Regions from separate parts of the Zea mays genome. Here region 2 is linked to region 1. A link is a contact called in public Hi-C data. All regions are on one chromosome and are shown on one strand. Each heading gives the region's core, a stretch centred on a gene start, on an enhancer-like site or on the middle of the called end of the contact. The rest is flanking DNA. Distances are from core to core; before and after follow the strand shown.

Region 1 (2,981 bases), core at 315-2,814:
CTAAAAATTCAGCCCAGAACGCCTGTACTGCTGTGTTGTTGCGTCTTGCAAAGAAATTAGTACCATACTGGCTAGTAAAGGAGACATAGAGCGGCTTATAAGCGTTAGCTCGGACCCAACAATAAGAACTCTGCTGTTGTGTGTTTAGTGGCTGAACTGTTCATATTCAACTCGTGAGTACGTGAAATTTTTTGCTGGCCCTGTCGAGGGGGCGCACGTAGATAGCAGAACGGCAGAACATGTCAGAGGCAGAACACGTCAGAGGCAGACTACTATTGCTTACTTAATAAGTAGTAGAGATATGCGTACAGACATAAAAAAAAGAGCTACACTAAATCGAATGCGGAGCCCGAGTCCTGGAGGAGGGAGGCAGGGAGCTTTGGATGGGACTTTTATTTTGAATTAGATCCGTATCAGAGTTCGAGCATTGATCAGTATCCGATTTATACCCATGCCTGTATATTCCAAGTTGATATTTAGGATATCGGTATCCATTCAAAAATTTATCTAATTCGATAATATTTAATTTGTATAAAAAATAAAATATAAAAACAAATATAAAACAGATAATTTCTGATATGATATATCCTTGCTACCCGCAAAAAGTTGATGCAGATGGATGTAGACTCGTTTTCTTTGTCTTTGCAGTTGCAGACTTGCGACCAAGGATGTAAACGGATATCCGAATTATTAAAACAAATTTAATATTTTAAATAAATATGTATAAAATTTAATCGAATCTCTTCTTATGTTATGAAGCACATTACTATAATTAAGAATAAAATTTTGTATAAATTGTTTAATACATTATTTGCTCTATATAATAAAAAGACAAAAAAATATTTATGTCTGTATCCAAAATTTATATATATATTGGAGAAAATATATGATAAATTTGATGTTTATTTTTCATAAATATTTACAAGTTCAATCTTAAAAAAGAATATAAATTTATATAGCAAATTCTATATTCTATTAATTCACAAAAAAATATCAAAAACTAATATTCAAATAAGTATCTGTTTGCACCTTTGAACCTTCATGTTGGTGTCCATTATGAGATCGGTGTCGTCGTATTGTCAGCATCATCGCCAACTCTAGCGGATTAGAGTTAGGCACAATTTGATTTGAGGGACTAAAGGTTAGTTTCATCATTTTAATTTTATTTATAGTTTCTAAATAGTAAATTGGTGGGACTAAAATATAGATTAAACTGCTTTAGTCTCTAGTCTTTCAAAGAGTGACTAAATTATATTAATTTTATTTTTTGTTCTCGTTTATTTCAGTTATATTTATGGTAGAAGAATGTTAAAAGATATTTTAATCTTTTTATGAATCATTTAATAATTTTAGTCTCTACAACCAAACACAATAACCTCTTAATTAAACTTTATTCCTGTACTAGAGGAACCATGCCTGCACCGTACATGGACTAAGGAGCGCCTCATCTTACACTAACCGTACACACACAGGTCAGCCACACATTACAGGCTTACAGTTGACGTTTATCCACGTAAGCCTGTTACAAGAAAAAGAGACTAAAAAATCGCCGTTCTGTTTTCCCAGTTCGCTCCTCCCATGGCGGCGTCGCCCGCTCTCGTCTCGCTGACTCCCGCCGTCTCCAGGCATCCCCACCTCCTCTTCTGCTCCCCTTGCCCCCCGCCGCGCCACATCCGCCTCGCCCCTCCAACCGCCACACCCGCCTCGGACGGAAACGGCCTCGGCCCCGGCCCCGGCCCCGGTGTCTTCCTATCGCCGCGCGCGCTCTCGCAGCTCGACGAGCTCGCGGCCTTCCGCTACGAGCACGCCTTCCCGCACGGCCTCCTCACTGTGCGCGCCCTCTCGCGCGGCCCCGACGACGACGCCGTGGCCGAGGCGCTCGTCCGCCTCCTCGCCTCCTCCTTCTCCGAGACCGTGCGCTGGGCCCCGGCCCAGCGGTACGCGCAGCTCCTCACGTTCGTCATCCGCAGGTACCTCCACGACCGCCGCGGGCTCGCTCCGCACGCCGCGGTGCTCGTGGGGTTCTACCGCCCCGCCGACGCCGACGCCGGCGCCGACAACGCCAACGCCGCCCCGGAGGACGACGAAGGGGAGGGTGGGGATGAAGGGGAGATGGCGTGCACCGCGGAGGTGTCGTTTGACGCGGTGGGCGCACCAGGGGCCCCGCCCACGCCCACTCCGCCGCTCAACTTCCCCTACATCTGCAACATGACTGTGAAGACGCCACTGAGAAGGTATTCTGGGTTGAGCAACCACTTTGAATATTTCTTGTGGGAAAATAAGTTTGATGCATGAGTAGATTGCAAATGTTGCATCCTTGTAGGGAGAAACATTCTCGTCACATCCGAAATAAAAGCAACTTGTGTTTATATGAAGGATCAGTCGCCATTAAGACGATTCTGTTGATCTGTTCTCAGTCACTGTTGGTTCAATGCATATCAAGTAGTTTATTCATTACATTATGTTTAAAATATGTCGATTGTAATGTTTTTGAACTATCAGGAGAGGAATTGGAAAGCAACTTCTTAAGGCATGCGAGGATCTGGTTTTCAAGATGAATGCCAAAAGACGTGTATACCTTCACTGTAGAATAATTGACCAAGTCCCATTCAACATGTACACGAAAGCTGGATACAGTATTGTCCAGACTGACAGTATATTGGTCTGGCTGAGCCTTCAAAAGCGCAAGTACTTGATGAGCAAGGAATTACCCCAAGCTTCTGTTGTTAGTGAGACTTCAACCAAAAACTTTGAGTGATAATATTTGACAAGCTGAATGTGCCACGGGACCAACAGGTACACATAAAAGTTTATTTTTGTGTATAATGGGGGTTCTGTTTACCACACATATCCACTATTGTATAGCTTGTGATGAAATCAACTGCCATTCATTAATTGGCAGTCGCCAGATGTTTTAACAGAAAATGAGTTGGTAGTGCTTTTAACCTATGTACGTATTCAATATTATAGCCTGCGGACTC
Region 2 (2,981 bases), core at 236-2,735, 340 kb before region 1:
TTACTTCTTTATCATTTTTATTCAGGTATTTGTTAGTTTTATTTCTGCTTTCGAATTGGTCTAATATTATCCAACACCCCTGAGAAGGTGCGAGCATGTTTACTTTAAGTTGTATCCTAATGATTTATCTCTCGATTTTCATGAGAAAACTATATAATTCGCTTCCCCAGTCAATACAGAACCGTGGATGTGGTAGGTGACCAGCTTTGACTCTAAAGCTAACCAGCTTCAACATCCCCCTTTTTTGTGCTAGGTGACACACAAACTCAAAACCTTGGCCCGTGTTGTGGGAGCGTATCCATGTCAAGCTAGTGGTCTCCGTTTGCTGTCAACTGGTAACATTCATCTGCGGTTGACTCTTGAGGATCCTACAGCGAGAATTCATGCGTACGTCCATAAGAATTATCTGGTAATATGTTACTAAATAACCCTTATGCTTGATTTCCTTGTCTACCAGTCTATAGCCCATCCCAGGTGTCCACCCCCATCACTAGTGATAAAAATCAGTGTTGATGGTAAAAGGGTTATGGATATGCTTAAAAGCCTAGCTGAATTTGGTGATCATGTCTTCATCTGAATCCTTGGCAGGTCCAATTCTTCGGTGGTTTTCTGACAGAAGAAGCGATAACAAAGAAGATGAACAAGCTACTTGGTATCCCAGAACCAGAGGACAGCGAGGAAGGTGCCCCCTTGACTAGGAATCCACCTTGGATATGGTGCTGCTTGACATCATTCTATATGGACAAAAACAATCCCTGGGACAGCAGAAAGTACCGAATCTTTGCCACAGAGATGAGGGATTGAGGAGGGATGCTGCTCGAATATGCAGGAACGGCCTTGCAAATGAACCGAACTGATTCTATGTAGTATTTCTGTGTGCTCTCGTTGGCATTTTGCTTGGAGGGGCATCTTGCTGGGATGCAGCGAGACACGCTTTAGTTGTAGCCTGCGTACTGTCAGTATTATTCCCTAGATGCAATGTTGTTGCAGTGCTGCTGCTGACCTTCTGCTCCATCCAGAACACTGGTAGCAGTCTGTATGCGCGCCCACGCTACAGAACTCTAGATTATCTTGTGAAATGTTAGTGCACACAGCACCAACTTTTGGCTTGGAAGTTGGAACGTGGCAAGAACCCCTTTTCTTGTTCGGCGCCTTGCAGTTCTCTCGGTTTCCACGAAATGGGTATATGTTCCTTGTGAATTTTCGGCGCTTTGATATGCTGCGGTTTTCATATTCAGAAGCTTGCGATGGACTGCTGGTATAGTATGGTATAGTATAGTAGTATATTTTGATTATCGCGGTTGTCACGCGCCCTCTCTCTCCCGCACTGATGCAGGCGCCGCTACTGCTAGCGCTAGACAGGTGGTTCAGAGACGCCGTCTCGGTAAAGCAGCGGGAAGACTCGCACGCGTACAACTCCCAACGGCTAACGTCCACCCCAATCCAATTAGCCAGCCCACCTCTGCTCTGCGGGCGCTTCAGATGGAAGCACTAGCCATTGGATCCGCGCCTCGCCGTCCGGGCGCAAGGTACTCCCAACTCCGCCGCCCCGGAACCCTCGCCGTCACCACCACAGCCACAGTTGCATGCCGCCCCCTCACGGCGCCCTCCATGGACGCCGCCGTTGGCCGCCCGAGCCGCGCGCCTATCCGCTGCACCAGCGCGGAGACGGTCAGATTCCCGGTCTCGATATGGGTTCGCCTCGAATTCCGAGTTGTGAGGTTTCGGGTGGGTGTCGTGGTGTCGTGCAGGACTCGGTGGATGAGGTCGCGACGAGCTCGCACGCCGCGGAGGCCAACGCGGGGGGCACCACGGAGCAAGAGGGCAACGGGAGCCCCGTGGCCGCCGCTGCCGCGTACTCCCCCGTGGTCGCCGGCGTCGACGGGATAAGGATCCGGCGGCGGCCCGTGACGGGGCCCGCGGTGCACTACGTGGGCCCGTTCCAGTTCCGCCTCGAGAACGAGGGGAACACGCCGCGGAACATCCTCGAGAAAATCATCTGGAACAAGGACGTCGAGGTTTCGCAGGCACGTCTGGTAGACGAGAATGGGGTGATGATAAAGCCCGCGCGTTCCACCGTGACGCTGTGTGATTTTGTTTTTTGGTGCTGGCACCTGGCAGATGAAGGAGAGGAGGCCCCTGTACATGCTGAAGGGTCCGCTTGAGGCTGCTCCCCCCGCTAGGGACTTCGTTGGGGCGCTCAAGGCGTCCTACGATCGAACTGGCTTGCCTGCTCTGATTGCGGAGGTCAAGAAGGCTTCACCAAGCCGGGGTGTTATCAGGGAGAATTTTGATCCGGTGGGTGAGTTTAGGACGTAAATCCAATCATTTCATTTTTGTTATCTTAGGGGGTGTTTGGTTTGTAGGGACTAATTTTTAGTCCCTACATTTTATTCCATTTTAGTTCCAAAATTACTAAATATAGAAAATAAAACTTTATTTTAGTTTCTATATTTAGCAATTTATAGACTAAAATAGAATAAAATGAAGGGACTAAATATTAGTCTCTAGAAACCAAACACCCCTTTAGTTCATATATTATATATATATGTGTGTGCGAAATGATCCTTGTGTCTTGTCTTGGGAGCTCATTCGTGGGACTGCACTAATGTGAACCTGATATACTATTGTTGACTGAACTGATCGTTGACAGTAACATAATAAGCCAAATAGTAATTATTAATTAATAATACAACAGAACCATGAGTATGGCAGGATGCCGTTCCTTTGCATCACAGACATGTGCTACGAACCTTCAGAGAGATGCAAAGATTGGAAATTGGAATAGCCAAGTCTTGAAGTTTTATCATATGGATGCATGCTGAGGTCCTGAGTTCGAATTCCCGTGGAAATGAATTTCAAGCTGAGATTAAAAAAATCCCTTTGACCGACTCTGCGACAAAGCACGGCTTAAGGCTCGGCCCACGCTCACATGGGCAACTTGGCCGCCATGAAAGGGTGGAGGAAAGAAGATTTAGAGG

What was found. A called contact is a pair of places that touch in the nucleus more often than the background predicts.
Region 2: a contact with region 1 is called in a Hi-C map of tassel, with 2.6 times the contacts expected there. The contact joins the promoter of LOC100274566 here to the promoter of LOC100286323 in region 1. A contact is called at or near these places in 3 of 25 Hi-C or Micro-C datasets (leaf and tassel).

What each region holds. Positions count from the first base shown.
Region 1 is chr10:126,274,704-126,277,684 of Zm-B73-REFERENCE-NAM-5.0, reverse strand. LOC100286323 reads left to right here and starts at 1,564. Exons shown (of 3, transcript NM_001159210.1): 1 at 1,564-2,234; 2 at 2,503-2,796. The coding sequence starts at 1,579. The coding sequence ends at 2,758.
Region 2 is chr10:126,618,210-126,621,190 of Zm-B73-REFERENCE-NAM-5.0, reverse strand. LOC100274566 (Indole-3-glycerol phosphate synthase chloroplastic) reads left to right here and starts at 1,485. Exons shown (of 9, transcript NM_001148921.1): 1 at 1,485-2,027; 2 at 2,122-2,298. The coding sequence starts at 1,587. It overlaps LOC100273977, which reads left to right. Exons shown (of 10, transcript NM_001148363.1): 9 at 254-409; 10 at 589-1,127. The coding sequence ends at 804.